Regions from separate parts of the Sus scrofa genome. Here all the other regions are linked to region 3. Evidence: chromatin contacts called from public HiChIP or PLAC-seq and promoter capture Hi-C data. All regions are on one chromosome and are shown on one strand. The core of a region is the stretch at or near the end of the contact, and the rest is flanking DNA. Distances in the headings are between cores, read along the strand shown. Region 1 holds the start of EHMT2 (euchromatic histone lysine methyltransferase 2). Region 2 holds the start of HSP70.2 (heat shock protein 70.2). Region 3 holds the start of LY6G5C (lymphocyte antigen 6 complex locus protein G5c). Region 4 holds the start of NEU1 (neuraminidase 1). Region 5 holds the start of C2 (complement C2). Region 6 holds the start of SKIV2L (Ski2 like RNA helicase).

Region 1 (3,486 bases), core at 824-3,323, 200 kb after region 3:
AACAAGAATTGCCAAGCACATCCCACATGGAACACTCAGTTAATTCTTCGAGCACTCAGAAGCAGGCCCTTTCTCCCCACTTTCCAGATGAGAAAACAAAAGGCCTTGACCAAAGCTACCTAAACCATGCCCAGAACATGATACCAAGAGCCCTAAAAACATCATCGTAAAGCTTCTGAGATTCTAGGGCCCTTGTCATTTCCTTCCTCTATCACTTCTGTGTCCTTCAGCTCCCTCCCTATAGAGATGCACAGTAAAACAGCAGGGACAGTTTGAAAGAAGAGAGGGAGGCATTCCCGTGGGACTTTTGCTTGGAGGTAGAAAGGAAAAGTGGTTTGAAGTTTCTTTAGATAGTCATTATCATAAGAGTAATTAAGACATTAACTACCTAATTAAGGCTTTAACATCTGCATCTTCTACACCCGCCCTCCAGAATGTAAACCTGGGGAAGACAGAAACCTGTCTGTCTGTTCACATATGAAGCCTTAGTCCAGAATTTGACACACAGTAGCCTCTTGGTAAACATGTGAAGCCGTGATTGGATAAGAAAAGGTCTGAAGCCAAACTGAAAATGCAGCTCACAGGGGCCTTATATTGATTATCTTGTCTCTCCCACCCCATCCCCACCCCTCCTCCTAAGCCTCACCTGTCCGTTTCCGGGTTTAGACATGGTCTTCCTGGCTCGATGGACCTTGGGCTGCCCCTCTGGGCTGGCTGTGGCTGGAGGGGGTTCAGGTATTGCTGCTGCTGCTGCCCCCTGGGCCCCCGGCATACTCAGCAGCCTCATAGCCAAACTCTGGACTGATGGGGGTGATTTTCCAGCCCCAGTCATTGACATTTTGGCTCGGCTGGGACAGGCACCCCCCTTGCTAGGGGAAGACGGGAATGACTTTGTGGCATGGCCTGGAAGACAGACAGGCAGGCAGGAAGCAAGATAAGAGGGAAGGCAGAACCTGAGAATACCTCACCTCACCCCCCTAGACTCCCTGGCCTCTCACCCAGCAGGATGCGTCCCCCATGGAGGTCCCCATCTCCCTCGAGATTCTCGGGTTCATCCCCAATGAGAGGTGTGGCCCCTATAGGAGTGTCAGCTCCCTCATCGCCGACGGTGACTGTGACAGAGGCTGGGGATGAGGGGCCAGCAGGTTCCAGGGAGTCAGGGTTGGCCTTGGGGAGGGCCTCCTCACTACGAGGGGTGTCCCCCAAAGAGCCATGAACTGTAAAGGAAAAAAAAAGTTCGGGCCAAGGGCTCAGGAGATCCCGTGTTGGGGGAGGTGAAAGTCTTAACTGGGCCCGTTTCTGCCGTACTCACCTCTCTCGGTAGCTCCTCTGGGCTCCTTCTCCAGCACCAGCGCCCCCATCTCAGCGGGGGCCTCCCCCTGGGAGGGGACACAAGGGATAGGAGGACTGGTCAGTCCGGTAGGAAGTTGGGGCGCCCAGGACGCTTGAGCCCTGGGAAGAGAGAGTAGGCTCCGGGGCCTACCTCTTCCTCTATGGGGGCCCCCCCTTCCGCGGCTTCGGCTGCCCGGAGGGGCCGCACGACCCCTCCCCCGGGCCCTCAGCAGCCCCCTCCCTCTGGGTAGACCCCGCATCTCAGGGGCCGAGAAGAGAGGAGGGGGAGGGGGCGGGGCCTCCGCGCCCCGGCCCCGCCCCCTCCTCCCGGCTGCACGCGCCGCTCCCCCTTTGTCCCCCAGGCCGCGGGGACCCCGGGCACCAACCCCTCCTGCGCCCGCTGCCCCCCAGCCCGGTGGACGGCCCCTCGTGCCCCTCGCGCGTGTTCCCGGGGCCCCGGCGCCCGCCGCCCACTCGGGGGCAGCCGGCGGCTGCATGCGCGCCTCCGTGCCCACTCCCCCCACCTCCCACCCCCTGGTCCCCTCATCCGCCCCCGGTGCTGGCCCTCCGGATTGCTGCAAGTCCCGCCCGGGCCCCCCGGCCCCGTTGCACCCCCGGAGCATTGCACGGGCGCGCGCTTCCCCCGGGCGCGCGCGCGGGCATGCACCCGCCTCTCCCCCTCCCCTTCCGCACCTCGGCGGCCGCCGCCGCTGCAGCTCCCGCCGCCGCCGCCATCGCCGCTTGCGCGGGGGGCCGAGCCGGCGCGCGGCCGCCCCGGGTCACGTGGGCGGGGGAGGGAGGGCTAGGAGGAGCCTTAAAGGAGCCACTACGCGCTTTCTGGCCATTCTCCCCGGAGAGCGGCCTCTGAAATGGCAGTGGCTGACCTAAGCTGGGGGCTGCCGGGGAAAATTCCTGCCATTCCTGGCCTCGGCTCAGCGGGGAACCGAAGGCGAGGCACGCCTAGGTCCAGGTGTGGCTTCTCCATCCCCGACCTGGTTTTAGGTAACAGAGCATCTGAGTCTCCCGGCTCCTGGCAGTGGCTGTATTTCCAATCCCACCCGCGTGTGCTTTTCCCGCTTCTGGTTGCTTTCTAGTTTCTAGGTCACTAGATAGAAGGCTCGGCCTCAATTTTGGCCTCGCTTCTCTAACAAGCAAGAAGGGGGCGATGGGGACACGCGAAGGACACCTGAAGGTCTCCTCTTGGCTGGTTCTAGCATACTGCTTTAATGTCCCCTGGAGCAGCGACCCCCTCTTGAAAACCTGGGGCTAAATGTCTCCTCTGTTTATGCCAGACATGTTAGGCCACCACATGCACTAGGGATTCAGGTAAGCCTCCAGAGTTGCGGGAGTCATTGCCGTCTGTTTAACAAGCATATCCAGGCAGGTATTGCGTGGGTCATAGCCCAGTCAACAGTACTAAGACATACAACTTTGATGGGTCTATTTGGGGTACCATCTCTTTAGATACTACATTATGGTCAAATTTTGGAAAATATCTGTATTTCACATGCAGTATTTGACTCAGGTAGGTGGTTGGGACATAGGGCACCTGAGGCCAATACAAGGCCTTCTGGGAGCTGTAGTCCTCTTTGGTTAAGAACTATTCCAGAGCTTTCTGGGAATTGTAGTCTTCTCCACACCCTAATCCAGTGATTTTTTTTTTGCCTTCCAGGCGACACGAAACTTTTTCCCAGACCCAAGATGCCCAAACTTAGGCTCCTGCTTACAATTTTGGCTGGGCACAGCGATCACACCTAGCGCCCCTCCCTAGCCCTGGTACCAGACTCAACTAGAGGGGCAGGTCAAGTGTTGACACCTCTGCCAAACAATCATGGAACCTTTGTGACATGAGGTATCCAGCAGGTGTTGAGGATGCAGAACTGGGGGTGTGGGTCCCTGGCTGGAGAATCCCACTTGTTACACTCCCCCTTCCCTTGTCAAGGTAGCTTCAGGCATGAGACCTGGATGAGTTGTGACCTCCAGGTACTTAGCAAATGGCATCAGAGTGTGAGGCGGTCTAGGGTCGGAGAGTCATTTACACACAGTTGCCAGACAGAGTATAAGAAAAAAAAAAGTTTTTTGTTTTTTTTTTATTTTGTGGAAAACAAAATCAGAAAAACTAAAACCCCAAACTCCAGAAAAAATCCTAAAAAA
Region 2 (3,576 bases), core at 797-3,296, 130 kb after region 3:
TGGAAGTCTGGGGAATCCCCAGCCAGGGAGTGCATGAAGAAATGGAAAATTCCTGAAGTCTGACCAGTTTGACTAGATTAAGTGATTCATCAGGGAGACATATCTGAATGTAAAAAAAGTTATCACTTACCTGCACGCACAAAGGTTTGTTAAAGCAATCTTTTTGCAACGCCAGTTTAGATTAGCCTGAGCAAATTGTAGAATTGTAGAATGAACAACTGAATACCCTTGAATCCCAGGAAGATGTGTTTTGGTGGACGTGTGTGTGTGTGTGTGTGTGTGTGTGATGCCAATTGAGCAAAAGTGTTCAAAAGCAAGAATTTTTCATCAAAAATTGCCTCTTCCTACATGTGATCTTGGATTTCTTGTACTAAAGACATTTGGGAACAGCAATGAGTCTCTTGGGGGGGGGGGCTGTGAACCCTATACTATTGCTTTAATGTCTCTCATATTTTCGTTTTAAGCGCCTTGCATTGTCCACAAAGGATGAAAATACAAAGGCCAAAATAAATTACCAAAAGTGCCTGCATTTAAAACAGGAGGGAAAGTAACACGCAGACAGTTGAAATCTAGGAGTAAAAAACAGTGTGGCTAAATTGAGTGCAGGGTAAATAACCTAAAGTTTTAGAGGAGCTAGAACCTGGGTCCAGAGAATTCCTCCTGCTTTAGAGCATCAGGCCCAACAGTTAGCTTAAAATGGGCCACGTGCCAACCAGATAAAACGTTTGAAGCTGTTAAAGAGAAAGGACCATTGCCCCCCCTCCCCCACAGGCTCACCACATCCATTTATTCAAAAGCAGTGGACAGTTTACCCCGTTCGCAAGCGACACAGTAGAAGTACGAACTACCTATCATCTGTGGCTGAACTACTAATTAAAGAAGACATCAAGAAGGTGAGGGGGGTGGGGGTCCCCGGACCACAGGCTGGGAAAAATGAGGAACTGGGAGAAGCCCAAAAGGCTTAAAGACAGCAGATTTTCTACGGAATTTTTTCCTCTTCTTCGAGCCCCAGTCCAGCCCCAGGCGAAAGGGAGCGGCTCTGGGCGGGGATAGGGGCGCGGTGGGTCCAGCCCCGCCTTTCCCTCCCCACGCCCTTGACCGAGCACGTCCCTTCTAAGGCGCTGGGAACCTTCTCCCATTTAAGAACCTTCTATTGGCCTGATTGCTTTCCTTTTGAAAACTGAAATTTCCCCATCCCCAGATATTCCATCAGTGTAAGGCTTACGATGACACCAAAAACCATACTGCAGGATCTCTTTTCTTGTCCTCATTTTAAAAACAAGATGGGAAAAACCCAGGGACGGTGAAGGCAGTTCTCAGGCAGCCCAGACAGGCAGTCCCGCCCCTCCGCTCCTTCCATCAGCATCAGGCTCCAATTAGGCTCTTTGACCCCCAGAAACTTGGGAACTTTGTTTTGGTTGTCCCCAAATCCTGTAGCCCTTAATCCTACTTTTAAACAGACAAACTAATTTGAGCCCTACATGCCTCTCACCGCCCCATTACAAGCGTAATGCTGATCCTTCCGGTCAATTTCCACCTACTCCAATGCCGGCTCCCAGGGAAGAGGAAGGAAAAAAAAACAACAAGGGTGCCAGTGCAAACAGCGAACCTCCACAGCATCTCTTCCCCCCTCCCTTGAGGACTCCGGTTTCCTCCCGCGAATCCCAGAAGAGTCTGGAGAGTTCTGGGAGGGGCGGCAGCCAGGGCGCTGATTGGCCCCAGAAAGCCAGGGGGCAGGACGCGAGGCGAAACCTCTGGAATATTCCCGACCTGGCAGCCCCGCCGAGCTCGGGGATTGGCTGAGGAGGGAAAAGGCGGGGCTTGAGGAAAAAAATATAAACACAGAGCCGCCCCCAGGGAAACAGCGAGCCCGGGAAGAGCTGCTAAGACTTCCTCTGCGGTCTGTGAGCGCAGCCTTGGCAGATCCGTTGCCTCCGAGGACCACCGCGGGCAGAAGCGGCGCGTTCGGTTTCCGGTTTCAGAGCTCTCGTCTGGGATCCCGGTTTCGAGTCTAGAGGCTGTTTGCGGAGAGAGCAGGCCAGCGACATGGCGAAGAGCGTGGCCATCGGCATCGACCTGGGCACCACGTACTCGTGCGTGGGGGTGTTCCAGCACGGCAAGGTGGAGATCATCGCCAACGACCAGGGCAACCGCACCACCCCCAGCTACGTGGCCTTCACGGACACCGAGCGGCTGATCGGCGATGCGGCCAAGAACCAGGTGGCGCTGAACCCGCAGAACACGGTGTTTGACGCGAAGCGGCTGATCGGGCGCAAGTTCGGCGACCCGGTGGTGCAGGCGGACATGAAGCACTGGCCCTTCCGGGTGATCAACGACGGGGACAAGCCCAAGGTGCAGGTGAGCTACAAGGGCGAGACCAAGGCGTTCTACCCGGAGGAGATCTCGTCGATGGTGCTGACCAAGATGAAGGAGATCGCCGAGGCGTACCTGGGCCACCCGGTGAGCAACGCGGTGATCACGGTGCCGGCCTACTTCAACGACTCGCAGCGGCAGGCCACCAAGGATGCGGGGGTGATCGCGGGGCTGAACGTGCTGCGGATCATCAACGAGCCCACGGCGGCGGCCATCGCCTACGGCCTGGACAGGACGGGCAAGGGGGAGCGCAACGTGCTGATCTTCGACCTGGGCGGGGGCACGTTCGACGTGTCCATCCTGACGATCGACGACGGCATCTTCGAGGTGAAGGCCACGGCGGGGGACACGCACCTGGGCGGCGAGGACTTCGACAACAGGCTGGTGAACCACTTCGTGGAGGAGTTCAAGAGGAAGCACAAGAAGGACATCAGCCAGAACAAGCGGGCGGTGAGGCGGCTGCGCACGGCCTGCGAGCGGGCCAAGAGGACCCTGTCGTCCAGCACGCAGGCCAGCCTGGAGATCGACTCCCTGTTCGAGGGCATCGACTTCTACACGTCCATCACCCGGGCGCGCTTCGAGGAGCTGTGCTCGGACCTGTTCCGCAGCACCCTGGAGCCGGTGGAGAAGGCTCTGCGCGACGCGAAGCTGGACAAGGCCCAGATCCACGACCTGGTGCTGGTGGGGGGCTCGACGCGCATCCCCAAGGTGCAGAAGCTGCTGCAGGACTTCTTCAACGGGCGCGACCTCAACAAGAGCATCAACCCGGACGAGGCGGTGGCGTATGGGGCGGCGGTGCAGGCGGCCATCCTGATGGGCGACAAGTCGGAGAACGTGCAGGACCTGCTGCTGCTGGACGTGGCCCCGCTGTCGCTGGGGCTGGAGACGGCCGGCGGCGTGATGACGGCGCTGATCAAGCGCAACTCCACCATCCCCACCAAGCAGACGCAGATCTTCACCACGTACTCGGACAACCAGCCGGGCGTGCTGATCCAGGTGTACGAGGGCGAGAGGGCCATGACGCGGGACAACAACCTGCTGGGGCGCTTCGAGCTGAGCGGCATCCCGCCGGCCCCGCGGGGGGTGCCCCAGATCGAGGTGACCTTCGACATCGACGCCAACGGCATCCTGAACGTCACGGCGACGGACAAGAGCACGGGCAAGGCCAACAAGATCACCATCACCAACGACAAGGGCCGGCTG
Region 3 (3,262 bases), core at 555-3,054:
GTTTGGGTCCAGCATGGCTGTGGCTGTGGTGTAGGCAGCAGCTGTAGCTCCTATTTGACCCTAGCCTGGGAACCTCCATATGCCACACCTGCGGCCCTGAAAAGAACAACAACAAAAAAATATGGCTTAACCTTTCATCAAAAGCTTTAGTTCTTATTTTAAAAAATCTCCGTTCTCTGCTCTTACACCTCCTGAAATGAGAAATTAATTAATTAATTAAACATTTATTTGAGGGACTAATGTGTCTACCAGCACTCTGTAAGTCTCTAAGTTCAAAGTTTAGGCCAAGGCAGCCTATTCCAAGTTTTGGCAGCCTTGTTAGGACAGTTCTTCCTCTGTGACTTGGTTTCATGGTCCCCCACCCCAGACAGTCTTTTGAATATGCTTTCTTTTCTTTTTTCTTTCATTTTTGGCTGCATCCATGGTATATGGAAGTTCCCAGGCTAGGGATTGACTCTGAACCACAGTTGCAGCAATGCTGGATAATTAACCTACTGTACCATAGTGGGAACTCCTGGAATATGCTTTCTTCATCTGTAATTAGCAGAAGTGAAAACATAAGAGTGCATCAGCACAAGACATGTAGACAGAGACTTCGAGTAGCCCAAAGCCATATTCTTTGAGGGGGTCCCACTGAACAGATTCTTTTTTTTTTTTTTTTTTTTTTTGTCTTTTTGCCTTTTCTAGGGCCGCACCAGCGGCATATGGAGGTTCCCAGGCTAGGGGTCTAATTGGAGCTGTGGCTGCTGGCCTACACCACAGCCACAGCCACAGCCACAGAAACGCTGGATCCGAGCCGCAACCTACACCACAGCTCACGGCAACGCTGGATCCTTAACCCACTGAGCAAAGCCAGGGACCGAATCTGCAACCTCATGGTTCCTAGTTGGATTCGTTGACCACTGAGCCACGACGGGAACTCTTGAACAGATTCATTTTTAATTTTGTTCACCTAAGCCCTTCACAAACACATGCCTGTTCATCTCCCTCCTCCTCCGGTCCCAGGCCCAGACCACTCGTTAACGTGTCCCCAGCAGAACCCTTGGTGTGAGGCTGATGATGAGCCAACACTTTGAATCTTGTTTCTGTGTAGATGGTGATTTGCAGCCAAGCGAGTTATCAGGCTGGATTCATCCTTGTTCTACGCTGGATCCTGGGGCTGTCATCTGGCGTGTTCCCCCAACCCTCCCTCTTCTGTATTGCCCTCGGATTCAAAGAGGTTCTCTTTAATATCTCCACTCAGGTGACTGCTATTAAGTGAGAAAACCCTCCAGTAATCACCTGAAATCTCTCTCAGAGTGAACATCAGCCCGTTATCAGTCCCCAGTCATTATCCCACCAAGCCCACCCACCCCATCTTTCCTCCTGCCTGGTTTACCTGAATGCCCTTGGCACATGTACCCAGACATCTGGTGTCTGTGGGTTTCTCTATCCAGCAGGCTAGGAGATCCTTCTGACCCCTTAGAGACACTTACCAAACACCAAGCTCATCATGACCTGCATTATTAAGAGGGCCAGGGCTTGGTGGAAGCCCATATTCCAGCTACTTGCAGGGCCTGCCATAAAATGCATGACTGCCCACCAGCCTCCAGTTTGGCCTTATATTGATGGAAGAGAAGTTGACCAAGAGGAAAGGGAGAGGCAACATCCTTTTGGGGCGGAATTCAGAGCTAGAACAGCCGGAGGGACAGAGTGTCCTCACCCACAGCCATTCTGGGGCCTAACATCCTGGCATGGGGACAAGGACCCAACAAAAAGAATGAGAAAAGAAACGTATTTCAGGAGTTCCCATCGTGGCAAAAAGAAAGGAAAGAAAGAGGAGTTCCCATCGTGGCGCAGTGGTTAACAAATCCAACTAGGAACCATGAGGTTGCGGGTTCGGTCCCTGCCCTTGCTCAGTGGGTTAAGGATCCGGCGTTGCCATGAGCTGTGGTGTAGTTTGCAGATGCGGCTCGGATCCCGCGTTGCTGTGGCTGTGGTGGTGTAGGCCGGTGGCTACAGCTCCAATTGGACCCCTAGCCTGGGAATCTCCATATGCCGCGGGAGTGGCCCAAAGAAATAGCAAAAAGACAAAAAAAAAAAAACAAAAAAAAAAACAAAAAAAAAAGAAGAAACGCATTTCGTATGAATTTAACAGACATTCATTGAATCACTGCATCAGATGTTGGGGATACAATATTGCACAAAGCCCCTATCGTCACGGAGCACACAGTTTAGTGCAGAAGACAAGTCAACAGACAGTGACGGGAGATGGGGGAGGAGGAAGCACCTGAGCTGTGGCTACTACAAACCAAAAGGATTTCAGCAGAGGAGTAACAGGTTCAGATTTCTGTTTGTAGATTTCTGAGGCCGGGAAACCAGTTAGGAAGCTATTCCCAAGTCCAGTCACAAGATGGCAGCCTGGTCTAACAGAAGAGAGGGAAGTTGAGCGGTGCAGGAATCTGAGCTACGTTTCCCAGGAAGACGGGACAGATTCAGACTGCTTGTGAGGTGAGGGAAGGGAGATAGGCTTTGCGAAAGGGAGTGATTGTGATACCATTTTCCAAAATGGGAAAGATGTGTCAGAAATCCAAAAGCGAGGACACCTGAGTCTCCAGGGACCGTATTAGCCCACTACGCCCTGTGGGTTCTGGGAAGCCAGAGCCTTTCCCTATGCCCCCGCTTTTCCGGGCCCGCCTCAGCTCAGCTGCAGGTCATTGGGTCCGATCTCCGGCGCCCACAGGCTCCGGCGCTGTGCGCTCGCTCTCCACGCCTGGCTGCACTTCAGAGTTTTTGGGAGGACGCGAGGGCGGCCGCCCGCCCAAGCTCAGCTCTTGGCCAGGCACTTGGGAAGAAACCCGGGCGTCCGGCCCCCGCTGCCACCCAGAGCACTGCACGGCTTCCCCGGAAGGTGGCACTATGGCGCCAACGTCCCTCCCAGTCCAGGATTCCGGAGACCTCACAGCAACCAATGAGCTGCCGCGGACGGGCTCCAGGCGCCCCATCCGTTTCTTCCGTCGGGGGCCTGCTGGCCCGACTCGCCTGCCCCGCGGGCGTCTCACCAGGTCAGTCTCCCTCTGGTGAGTGAGACCCACCCAGATTTTTACTTTAAGGGTCAGTAGGTCAGGGGAGGTCCCTGGCTCCCAGGAACGCGCCCCCCACCTGCCCCAGTTTCCGGTCTGGAGGTTTGGGGCGGGGTCTGGCGAGGTTTTCCTGCTAAAGTGCCAGACTCTCCGAGAATCTTTTTTCTGGTCTCGGGGTGCTGCGGTGGAAGATGGCAAGA
Region 4 (3,513 bases), core at 842-3,341, 160 kb after region 3:
GCCTATATCCAAGGACAGGTTTCGGGGCGAGCTCCAGGAAATACCATCATCCTTGCTCCACACCAACATGGTGGAGGCCACCCGGCAGCCAGCCTTGTGAGCACAGAGGGAGTAGAAAAGGAAGACCACGCCTGTCGTTGTATCGCTCACCACTGCCCCCAAGTTCAGACCATCTGGGGTCTCCCCATCATCCACAATGAAAGCTGTCGGAGACCATGTGCTGCCTAAAGGAAAAAGGGAAGAAACGCAGGGTGAACAAGCTGGAGGGGCTCTTTCCACTACTCCCTGAAATTTCCACCCCCTGCTAGGGATCCAAGGTCTCATGATGGTCCAGAGGGCCTACGAGTCCTGACCCTCCTTCTCTCTCTGACTGTATCTGTTCTACCCTTGCTCACTTCCTCCAGCCGCACAAACTCCTTCCCATTTCTCAAATACTTTCCTTTGCCTTATCTTGTTACACCTGCCTGGGGCATTTTTTCCTCAGGCTCATTTACCTCCTTTAAGTCTTTGCTCAAATGTCCTTTTTTGAAAATTGCAGTCAAACTCTTGACCCTCTCCATACCTCTTGCCCTGTTTTATTTTTATTTTTCTCCATTACACTTAATCACCTTCCAACACAAATATATTACTTATTATGCTTATTGTCTGCCTCCTCCCAATAGAATATAAGCCCTGCAAAGGCGAGGATTTTTGCTCTGTTTTGTTCATAACTGTAGTCACAGAACTTAGAACACTGCCAGGTATATAGTAAGTGCTCAATAAACATTTGGATGAATGTTCAACTCCTTGGAGATCCCAATGTCTGCATTACTGCCCTGGACACCTTCCCTTCTTAGGTTGCCTCTAGTCTTCAGGGACCCAGCAGCTCCAGGGCTCTACGGAAAATCAGGCTCCCCACCCATTCAACATCTTGCCACACAGGCTTTTTTTTTTTTTTTTAGGGCTGCCCCTGCGTGCGGCATATGGAAGTTGCCAGGCTAGGTGTCAAATTGGAGCTGCACCCACCGGCCTTTGCCACAGCAATGAGGGATCCAAGCCAGGTTTGCAACCAACACCACAGATCACAGCACCGTCAGATCCTTGAACCCACTGAGCAAGGCCAGGGACTGAACCCACATCCTCATGGTTACTAGTCGGGTTCATTACTGCTAAGCGGTGGTGGGAACTCCCAGGCATAGTTTTACCCTGGTCCATGGATCTCCGCAGAGCAATGAATTTAGCGCCTTTATCCGATGCTGACATTTTCCTGGCCTCAGCGAAGGCAAGGAGGGTGCCTCGAGGAGTGGTGGTGATGAGTGGGATGCGGAAGGTGTCCACAGAACCGATCTGTTTTCCGCTCACCCACAGCAGTTGCTCCATGGTCACCAGCGGGTGCACCTGTGAAGGGAGGAGTTCCGGTGAACTGAACAAATGTGACTTGGGCTTTAGGGTGAATGAATAGCAACTCAGACGCAGGTTCCCCTGGGAAAGGTAGGGTGGTAGGGACCCCAAGTGGGAGCAGGTTTCCCAGAACAAGGAAGGGGAACCCTGAGGAGAGTTTGTAGCGAAGCTGGAGTCTCTAGGCAGCGTAAGGGACTACGAGGGGAGAAGAAGCCCTCTGGGATAGGGAAACCTCAAAAGGGGAAGGAGCTCGAATGAGGAGCCTCAGAAGGAAAGAGGACGAGGAACCCAGAGAGGGGCAGGGATTGGGAAAGGAGAGGGGGCTTAGCAGCCTGCGTCCCGGGCGTACAACCTGACACAGACCGACCGCCTGCGTGGTTGGGGATGGGGCCATGCGAGGGTTAACTCACCAGACTGAAGTCGTTCTTTGCCCTGGCTCCGACTCCTGCCGGAGACAACAGCAGCAGGAAGATCGAGGCAAATACCTGGGCCCTATAGGCTTCCCCTAATCCCAGCATAGGCGGTCTCCCGGGTCTGCCCAGGGGCACTGCGCCGGGTCGCTCCGCAGTCATCTCTCCCCCGCGGCGGCCGCGACCCTGGCTCCACGATTAGACGCGGGCTTGAGTCGCTCAGTTGACCCCAGCCCTTTAAATGCTCAGATGTCACCCTCAAATCCACAGCAAGTCAGGGCCCCCAGCCGAGCTACCGCGACTTTAATTGGCCCTCGCGTAACTCCTCACGTGACCCTTCAGCACCTCCTCTCTACGTTGTCCAATGGGCCTTCTTTGAAGTCCCGGAGCGCGTGACCCGAACGGGAAGACTATTGGTTTGATTGAAGAAGGGGGCGGGCATAACTCCACAGATGCCTTTTGATTGGCCGTGATACTGGTGGGGGTGTAGGGGCGTCACAGGGGCAGGGCCCCTTTTAAAGAGCCAGGTGGGCGGGGGAGGGCAGCGTGTGGTCTTGGAGGAAATAAAAGTCCCAGAGTTTTTGAGAAAACACAATATCAATCTTTTAATCTTTTTACTACAAAATCGACATCTGGAAGGCGGGAATGAGGCTGGGAGGCTGTACAGGCGGGGTGCTGTTTTGGATCAGGGCTACGTCTCTCACTTCTTCCTCTTCTTGTCTCCCGAGGGCACCTCGTTCTTCTTGCCCAGAATCTTCAGAAGGGCTTTGGACATGTAGTAGGGCCGGTCCAGGGAGCCGTCGTTCCTCTCCAGGTCTTCCACTGAGGCGCGACATAGACCCATAAGAACGGAACGTTGGGGGCTAACCCCATTCCCGGGGGTGGAAATCAAGGACCAAGAGACAGCTGCCTGGTTTCCTGGCTGCATTCCCACCAGCTGTTTTTTGGGGCAATTTTTGTAAACTGCTAAATAGGTTATGTAAATAGGTCATCTGTAGAGTGGAGTCGATAATACTATGTTTCATAGAATGAAAGGGATTAACGGAAAAAAATACATGATACATGTCAGTTTCTTAGCGGAGAGCCTGGTACTTAAGATATCCCAAATGAATGCATACAGTAGGGTGAGAAAATCCTCACTCTCTACAGCCACCTGCTGGGGAGTCTGCTGTGGCTAACTTCATCCCTAGATCTATCTTTCTTTCTCTCTCTCTCTCTCTCTCTCTCTCTCTCTCTCTCTCTCTCTCTCTCTCTCTCTCTTTCTTTCTTTCCTTTCTTTCTTTCTCTCTTCTTTCTCTCTCTTTCTCTTTCTTTCTTTCATTCTCTCTCTCTCTTTCTTTCTCTCTTTCTTCTTTCTTTCTTCCTCCCCCCCCCCGCCCCCGCCACCCCGCATTCGTGGTATACAGAAGGGCTTAGGGCACAGCTTCGCAATGCCGGATCTTTAACCCAATGTACAGGGCCAGGGATGGAACCTGCCCTGCCGCAGAGACAGCACCAGATCCTTAGCTTGCTGTACCACAGCAGGAACTCTCTTCCCTAGATTTTCTGCAGGAAGATGCCAGAGGCCTCTCCCCTGGAATGCTCCTTCTTGGGAGAGCGCAGGAGACTAGGGGCTCACTCCCATACTGCTTCCCAAATACCTGGCCTGAGGATGTTAGTAGAGGCTCCCTCAGGCTCTGGCTTCTATAACTCATGAAATTGCTATTTCGAGAAGCACCAAGTC
Region 5 (3,606 bases), core at 40-2,539, 220 kb after region 3:
AGAGATGGAAACTGCATTCGCATGGAGTCTAGTGGGATTCATTTCTGCTCTGCCACAACAGGAAGTCCTCTTTGATTGATCTTATTTTCTTGCATCGGCATTGTTGGACAAATATTAAAGAGACCTCTGAGGGATGGGAAGGCTAACCTACTAGCCTGGAGTTTCTTTGCTTCCTTCATTTCATGCAAAATGCAGGCTGTCATTTAAAGGCACATCCCAGATCCAAAAGTACTTTCATGCTTCTGTTAATCAAACATGGGTTTATCTATAAGTAGGGGATTTTTATCTGCTGGACTTTCCGTAAAGATAGTCTCAACATTTTTCCAGTTTCTAAACAAAGCGTTGATTTCATTTTTATCCCTAGATGCTCTCTGGCGAAGGGGTGGAGGGAAGAAAAAGATGGTGAATCCTAAAAAAAAAAGGTGGTGAATCCTCGTAGGTAGCAAGAACTTCACATTAGCAGAGCCTCCTTCCCTTTGCCCGCTTGCATCTCTCACAAGTGTCCTTTCCTAATAAATCTATTTCTTGCCTATCAAAAAAAAAAAGAATTTCAAAGAAAATTATGATTATTATTGTTATTGGTTTTTAGGGCTGTACTCACAGCATACGGAGGTTCCCAGGCTAGGGGGCAAATAGGAGCCACAGCTGTCAGCCTGCGCCACAGCCACAGCAGAACCAGATACAAGCCACAGCAATGCTGGATTCAAACCACGTCCATGACCTACACCCCAGCTCACAGCAACGCTGGACTGTTAACCCACTGAGCGAGGCCAGAGATCGAACCTACGTCCCATGGATACTAGTCAGATTGGTTTCCACTGAACACGATGGGAACTCCTCAAAGAAAATTAATCTTAATCTCTCAGGAGTTTATGTTCAAGAAGACAATACTATCCTAGACTCTGAGGAAGTAAAATTCACATGGTGAAACCAAAAGAAAACTGAAACTTTACTTAAATAAAATGTTTTGCAATATCTTGGATGGTTCGAGGGCTTGTGTGCTTTAGACTATTCCTGCGAGAATGTGTGTGCATGTGTGTCTGTGTGGGGGTGGAGTGGGAGCCGTCCACAGTGTCTGTGATGCCGATCAACTGACTCCGTGGATGTGCTGGGATTACGGAGACAGGGCAAAGTTTCACCCCCTCAGCTCAGTCCCCGATCCGATTATTTTTTCCCGAACCAGAGAACGTTCCCTCTTGCCACTCCCTCGTTTTCTTTCTCTGGCAGCAGATGAAGCAGCTGTGAGCCAGCTCTGGGTTTCGGGAAGTCAGATGACCTTTCCCCCTCGCGGCTCCCTGCTGCTCCCTGTCCCTAAGGTAGACACCATGGACCCACTGATGGTCGTCCTTTGCCTGCTGCCCCTGTACCCAGGTAGGAACAGGGGAGGGGAGGATGCTGGGGTCTCGTGGGTGAGGCTGGTGCCACCCAGACTGAGTTTCCTTTTCTCATCTGTGCCTTCCTTCTTTTCTCCATTTCTGTGTCATGCCCTCGTGCCCACAGGCTTAGCGACAGCCGCTCCCTCCTGCCCTCAGAACGTGAATATCGCAGGGGGCAGTTTCACCCTCAGTAATGGCTGGGCACCTGGGAGTATCCTCACCTACTCCTGCCCCCTGGGCTATTACCCATTCCCGGTGGCATCAAGACTGTGCAACAGCAACGGACAGTGGCAGATCCCGAGAGCCACCCGGTCAACAAAGCCAGTCTGCAAACGTGAGGCTCCCTGCCAGCGGCCACCCCAGGATTTCTATTTAGGAATTGCTTGGGGTGGTGCTTAACCTGACCAGATGGGATGCAAAGCTGCTTTTCCACGGGGATTTTCAAAAGAGTGGGGACCATGTCAACAGCCCATAGCAAGGCGATCAGAGGCAGGCTCTGATAGTGATGGTGGGGTACAAAAGCCAGGATGATATTTTAAAATATTTAACAGTTGACTACACTCCATCCAGAATGGATGCTCAATGGTCCTGGAGCCCCCTGTTGTGCCAGGCGTCGCCCCTCTAGTTACTCGCTCACGGGACATCTGAGGACACCAGGGGAGGTGCTGGGGTGGCCATGGCCCTCAGGGGACTGAGAAAAGCGGTGCTTATCAATCCATTAGGCTGAATTGTGTGAAATTGCCAAAATTCAACCAATTGCCAAATGTAGCAATTTCACAGGCATCAACCTATCATTTTGACAACTAGTTGGCAATTTCCATGCATCCAAGTTGAGTGTCACCCACATGGTATCCAGCCAGGGTGTTATCCATCCGTTCCTGTATTCTCATGCCCCCTTTCCCTCTAGCTGTTCGCTGTCCAGCCCCTGTTTCCTTTGAGAACGGCGTGTACACCCCGCGGCTGGGGTCCCATCCTGTGGGCGGCAACCTGACCTTCGAGTGTGAGGACGGCTTCACGCTGCGGGGCTCGCCCGTGCGGCAGTGTCGCCCCAATGGCATGTGGGATGGGGAGACGGCTGTGTGTGATAACGGCGGTGAGTGCCCTGACAGGTGACTGCATAGCAGCGGGGGTCTCCCGGGAGTCGGATGTGTGCCCGGGGAGCCTCTGTGGGGACAGAGGCCTTGGTATTTCTGGTGCCAAAATCATATTCCTGGGTTTTGGTAAATTGGGGTCTATAAATCATACATTTCCGGCCGGTGGGTATCCTGGCCCAAGGCAGTTGCTGCTAAGCTTCAGATCCAACATAAAGGCTCCACATGCTCTGTCCAGCTTTTCCAAATGCCTCAAGGTCAGACTGGTATTCAGGCCACCTGGGCTTCTGCAGGAAGGATGTGCTACATGGCATTGAGTGTTGTGCTCAGGTGCCTTGTCCCTGGAGCCTGTTTGGGTTCCAAGCCCAGCTCTGACTCATTTGACAACCTTTGGGCAGGTTATTTAACCTCTTGGTGTCTCAGCCTGCACACCTGTAACATGGAGATGGTGAGGGTATCAACTGCATGGGCTTGCTGTGTGGATCGAGTGAGTTGCATCTGGAACAGCTCTTGGAATCTGCGAAGTACCACGTATACTTTTGTCATGGTCATTACTGCCCCTGTGAAAGACAGGGGGCTCTCCTTGACAGAATCGGGGTTCCTGGGATTTCCTGGTGCCACATTTGTCTGTGGGTTTGGGGAGCTTCCTGGATCACAGTTCTGAGTTCATAATACAGAAGACTCAGGGTACATGAGATGGCAGGACCACACCTCCACTTCTCCCCAGATGTTGGCTCCCTATTAATGTTCTTGATTCTTTGGCAATAGCCATTTATTGAAACATAAATACAATTTATTTGAAAATTGGGATTTAATCTACCTAAAGTGTACAAATCTTTTTTTTTTTTTTTTTTTTTCTGGTTGTACCCATGGCATGCAGAAGTTCCCAGCCCTGGGAATGAACCCGAGCCATAGAAGTGAAAATGCTAGATCTTTAACTGCTAGGCTGCCGGGGAACTCCTAAAGTGTACAAATTTGAAGTATTTGTACTTGTGTATCTGCCCATGATTAATCACACCCATGACTGAGCATCCACCATCCCAGGAGGCGCCCCTCTGTCCTCTCCCACAAGGTAGCCTCTCCTCTGACTTCTGCCTCCATGGATTCTTTTAGCTTCTTCTTACACCTCCCACAAGTGG
Region 6 (3,718 bases), core at 137-2,636, 250 kb after region 3:
GAAGGGCTGCCAAATTAAGGCTCTTTTATAGACAATGTGAAACCACTGGCTTTTGAGAAAAAGAAGGACAGTGTTTTCTGTTTTCAAAGCACCATTTTAATAGAAGTAAAAAAGTCTGTCGAAAAAAGAAACTTGCTGAGAGACGATTACAACAGTCTAGGTGAGCATCAGCAAAGGCCTGACTGCGAGAATACACAGGAAGGAGTAAACAGAAGAAGTTACTTCAAAGGAGGAATCAAGACGACTCGGCAAACATTTGGCTACGCAAATAAGACAGAGACGAGATCTGGATTCCAAACAGCGGGAGAAGTGAATGGAGTCAGTCCTATTTGGAAGACCAAGATTAGAATAGGTAAGACCAGAGCGGCAATATATGAAGGTTATTGGCAAGATACAGATGGAACTAAAAAAAACCAAGCCTGGGATCACCAGTTCTTAGGTGGTACTAAAAGCCGGAGGAAAGGAAGACACCTCCATGGCAGACTATACAGAAAAGAGAGAAAAGCAAGTATCCACCTTGAGAAAGTCCACCCATGAAGGGACACTGAGAGGTGCCATGTCTCTAGGTATGAGCTAGAAGAACCCCCACCCCCCCATCCCCTCACACTCACCCCAGGTGTTCTCAGTGTAGAGTCTTTGAAAGTTTGGGCCATGCCCACACACACTCCCTCACCTTTTTCTTGAGTTTGTTGAATTTCTTCTGCAGAGCCTCCTCCTCCTCGCTCAGTCCGGGGGGTATCACCAACATGGTGGCTCCTGGTTCAGGGGCAGGGCCCAAGACATCTTTCTCCACTGTCACCGCCCAGGGGTCACACGCCGTCCACACTGCACCCAATCCCACCCCTCCAGGCCTGCCTACTCCTGTCTTTTGCCTCTCCCTACCCCTTGCTTAAACCAGCTGCCGTCCAAGCCCCCGCTCGTCGGGATCAACCAGCATTCCCTTCTCTCTCCGGGAATCACGGATACCAGCGCCTTGGGGCACCACGTAGCCCAGGAAGGGAGAAACACCCCCTCCGTCGCGAAGACGATGGCACCAGACCCCCCCTACCTCGCTGGGGTTAGTATGGCATTCGCAGGGTCCGAAAAGCAGAGGAGGCAGTGGAACCCGCGCAGCGCTCTCAGAGCAACGAACAGGGCAAGAAGAGAGAAGGAGCTCGGAAAAAAGGGGCGAAGGGTGAGACGGAGAAGGCCTTACCTGAGGGGGCGGCAACCGGAGCCCCACGGTCTCGGGCGGCGCCCGCGCGGGCAGCGGATCGCTGGCTCGGAGCGATGACGTAGCGAGGGGCGGAGACCGCGGTAACCAAGGCGGCTCGCGGCGCGCACACTTCCGTCCGGCCTCCCACCAGCTTGGGTTCCGCCCCTCGGTAGTGCTCGTCCCCGCCCCCAGCGGGGTGTGTTCCGGAAGTCGCCGCTAGTTCCGCGGGTTTCGGCTCCTCCCTACACTTCCGGGCTGCCCGGCAGCTACCGTGGCTCCAGGATGATGGAGACGGAGCGACTCGGTGAGGGGGCAGAAGGTGGGAAGGAGGAGGAGACAGGGAATGACCCTTGACCCCTGACCTGTGATTTTCCTCCCATAGTGCTGCCTACCCCAGATCCCCTGGATCTGCCCCTCCGCGCCTTGGAGCTAGGATGTACCGGGCGCTGGGAGCTGCTGAATGTGCCTGGGGCTCCAGAGAGCACCGTGAGTGACTTTTAGCTCTAACCTAACCTTGACCCTTATTAATAGGGCTTAAAACCCCTTTCAGCCTTCTCACAGTAGGGTCTAACCTGACCTGGCTCACCTGTCTCTGGACACCTGTCATCCCAGCTTTGGACTGGTGCGGGATGGATCCCAACCCAGTCGACCTGCAGTGCGTCAGAGCCCATGAGAAGACAGAGCAGGGAGCCCTGGGGATAACTTTAGCTCTGAGAACTGCTCTTTCCAGTGGGTCTTTTCTCCCTGGCATCTTCTTCTGTCTCCAAGCACCAGGGCACTTGTTGGTGGCTGATAGGTCAGCCCTTGAGCACCTTCGGTTTTTCATCCTTAGGTCTGGGGCTCCTTTTCCTAAAACTAGTGATTATCAGAATCTGTGTGCCTCATGATTAGAGGGGGAGCTTTCCTAAATTAGAAATTCTTAGGTCCATCTCCAGAAATTCTTTAATCCAAAATCTATATTATTAAACAGCTCTCCAGATAATTCAGTTGCAGGTCAGTTTTTCCTATAAAGTAGGACAACCTTTGGAAACTATTGCTTCAGCCTAATTGTCCTAGCCTGTATGGGACACCTACCATTTCTGATCTAAACATGAAGCCCGTCACCATCTCTTTTGTCTGTGTCTTACTCTCTTTCCTTGCCTCATGCCTCTCGTCTTGCCCTGTTCCAGCTTCCCCACGGCCTCCCACCCTGTGCCCCAGATCTGCAGCAAGAAGCAGAACAGTTGTTTCTGTCCTCTCCAGCCTGGCTGCCTCTGCATGGTGTGGAGCACTCAGCCCGGTGAGGAGTCTAGAGGGGCCTGGACTAGGGGAAATGGGTTCCTGAAGGAAGTTGAGACAGAGGAGAAAGAGCTGAAAATTTCTTTCTGTCCAGAAAATGGCAGAGGAAGATGGATCCCTGGTCTCTCCTGGCCGCACTGGGGGCCCCAGTCCCCTCCGACCTGCAGGCCCAAAGACACCCAACCACAGGCCAGATACTAGGCTACAAGGAGGTAAGAGGTCAGGGGCCACAAGAAGCAGAGTTGGGAAGTGGGGGGGGTGGGGTGGGGGGGTGGCGGCCGGAGCGGGGGGTTGTCAGAGGCCAACTCAGCCTCACTGGCGCTCTGATCTCTTGCCTCAGGTCCTGCTAGAGAATACAAACCTGTCGGCCACAACCTCCTTATCTCTTCGCCGGCCACCAGGGCCCGCCTCCCAGTCCCTGTGGGGGAATCCAACACAGTACCCTTTTTGGCCAGGTGATGCTTGTGGAAATGGGATGGTCGGGGAGAGGGAGCCCTTATTCTCCACCCCCCTGAGTCATGGCCACCCCATGAATCCCTGTTTCTCCAACCTCTCCCCAGGTGGGATGGATGAGCCTAGCATCACAGATCTGAGTACTCGGGAGGAGGCAGAGGAGGAGATAGACTTCGAGAAAGGTGAGGTGGTGCCAGGATGGGCCCTTTTGAGGGAGGGCTCTGAGCCCAGGCCCCGAGGAGGAAGGGCCCAGGCCTCTCACTGGGTCCTTGCTGGCTTTCTTATTTCTTTGAGCAAATTAGAAGGAACCCTGCTGTCAACTGTTGGAAAAGTGTCATGACAAATATCCCCAACTACAGCATCTACACTGTGAATGATGTCCTTTAGGTTTATATAGTGACTTGTTCAGCAGCTTGCAGTAGCCCTGATTCTCTCTCTCTGTCCCTTTCCTCCAGATCTTCTGACTGTTCCGCCCGGCTTCAAGAAAGGTGTGGACTTTGCACCAAAGGGTGAGTTTCAGTTTTGAGATGGGGGCGTAGAAGAAGTGGCGCCCTACTGCTTCAGAGCAGAGCTGGACATGACTGTTTTTTGCCCTGCTCCTCAGATCACTCAGCTCCAGCTCCTGGGTTGCTCAGCCTCAGCCGCCTGCTGGAGCCCCTGGATTTGGGTGGGGGCGATGAGGATGAGAGTGAGGCAGTGGGACAGCCAGGAGGTGCCCAACGGGACGTTGTTTCTGCCCCTCCCTGCAGTGCTCCCCTGGCTCGAGCAAGCAGCTTGGAGGACCTAGTGTTG

The links. Promoter capture Hi-C pulls out the DNA fragments that hold promoters and counts their contacts. HiChIP or PLAC-seq counts read pairs in DNA pulled down with a chosen protein or histone mark.
Region 1: a promoter capture Hi-C map of fetal skeletal muscle shows a contact between it and region 3, with 9 times the contacts expected there. The contact joins the promoter of EHMT2 here to the promoter of LY6G5C in region 3. A contact is called at or near these places in 1 of 5 promoter capture datasets (fetal skeletal muscle), 2 of 47 Hi-C or Micro-C datasets (epiblast stem cells and liver) and 2 of 2 datasets of contacts at active chromatin or transcription factors (alveolar macrophages and skeletal muscle).
Region 2: a contact with region 3 is called in an H3K27ac HiChIP or PLAC-seq map of skeletal muscle. The contact joins the promoter of HSP70.2 here to the promoter of LY6G5C in region 3. A contact is called at or near these places in 6 of 47 Hi-C or Micro-C datasets (embryonic fibroblasts, fetal liver, fibroblasts and 3 more) and 2 of 2 datasets of contacts at active chromatin or transcription factors (alveolar macrophages and skeletal muscle).
Region 4: a promoter capture Hi-C map of liver shows a contact between it and region 3, with 8 times the contacts expected there. The contact joins the promoter of NEU1 here to the promoter of LY6G5C in region 3. A contact is called at or near these places in 5 of 5 promoter capture datasets (fetal liver, fetal skeletal muscle, liver and 1 more), 19 of 47 Hi-C or Micro-C datasets (alveolar macrophages, embryonic fibroblasts, epiblast stem cells and 11 more) and 2 of 2 datasets of contacts at active chromatin or transcription factors (alveolar macrophages and skeletal muscle).
Region 5: an H3K27ac HiChIP or PLAC-seq map of alveolar macrophages shows a contact between it and region 3. The contact joins the promoter of C2 here to the promoter of LY6G5C in region 3. A contact is called at or near these places in 1 of 47 Hi-C or Micro-C datasets (embryonic fibroblasts) and 1 of 2 datasets of contacts at active chromatin or transcription factors (alveolar macrophages).
Region 6: a contact with region 3 is called in an H3K27ac HiChIP or PLAC-seq map of alveolar macrophages. The contact joins the promoter of SKIV2L here to the promoter of LY6G5C in region 3. A contact is called at or near these places in 3 of 5 promoter capture datasets (fetal liver and liver), 13 of 47 Hi-C or Micro-C datasets (alveolar macrophages, embryonic fibroblasts, epiblast stem cells and 9 more) and 1 of 2 datasets of contacts at active chromatin or transcription factors (alveolar macrophages).

The regions. Positions count from the first base shown.
Region 1 is chr7:23,990,600-23,994,085 of Sscrofa11.1, forward strand. It overlaps EHMT2 (euchromatic histone lysine methyltransferase 2), which reads right to left and starts at 2,074. Exons shown (of 29, transcript NM_001101823.1): 1 at 2,026-2,074; 2 at 1,313-1,379; 3 at 999-1,217; 4 at 647-903. The coding sequence starts at 2,067. It also overlaps a transcript of ZBTB12 not described here.
Region 2 is chr7:23,923,883-23,927,458 of Sscrofa11.1, forward strand. HSP70.2 (heat shock protein 70.2) reads left to right here and starts at 2,047. Exons shown (of 1, transcript NM_213766.1): 1 at 2,047-3,576. The coding sequence starts at 2,047. It also overlaps a transcript of HSPA1L not described here.
Region 3 is chr7:23,794,163-23,797,424 of Sscrofa11.1, forward strand. It overlaps LY6G5C (lymphocyte antigen 6 complex locus protein G5c), which reads right to left and starts at 1,805. Exons shown (of 3, transcript XM_003128309.4): 1 at 1,476-1,805. The coding sequence starts at 1,572.
Region 4 is chr7:23,956,568-23,960,080 of Sscrofa11.1, forward strand. NEU1 (neuraminidase 1) reads right to left here and starts at 2,092. Exons shown (of 6, transcript NM_001101822.1): 1 at 1,791-2,092; 2 at 1,185-1,377; 3 at 1-224. The coding sequence starts at 1,952. It overlaps SLC44A4 (solute carrier family 44 member 4), which reads right to left. Exons shown (of 21, transcript NM_001101818.1): 21 at 2,368-2,612. The coding sequence ends at 2,491.
Region 5 is chr7:24,019,301-24,022,906 of Sscrofa11.1, forward strand. C2 (complement C2) reads left to right here and starts at 1,290. Exons shown (of 18, transcript NM_001101815.1): 1 at 1,290-1,371; 2 at 1,501-1,710; 3 at 2,284-2,469. The coding sequence starts at 1,326.
Region 6 is chr7:24,045,630-24,049,347 of Sscrofa11.1, forward strand. SKIV2L (Ski2 like RNA helicase) reads left to right here and starts at 1,387. Exons shown (of 28, transcript NM_001101817.1): 1 at 1,387-1,499; 2 at 1,578-1,681; 3 at 2,365-2,474; 4 at 2,568-2,685; 5 at 2,814-2,928; 6 at 3,034-3,108; 7 at 3,382-3,435; 8 at 3,531-3,718. The coding sequence starts at 1,478. It overlaps NELFE (negative elongation factor complex member E), which reads right to left and starts at 1,272. Exons shown (of 11, transcript NM_001101825.1): 1 at 1,196-1,272; 2 at 674-756. The coding sequence starts at 748.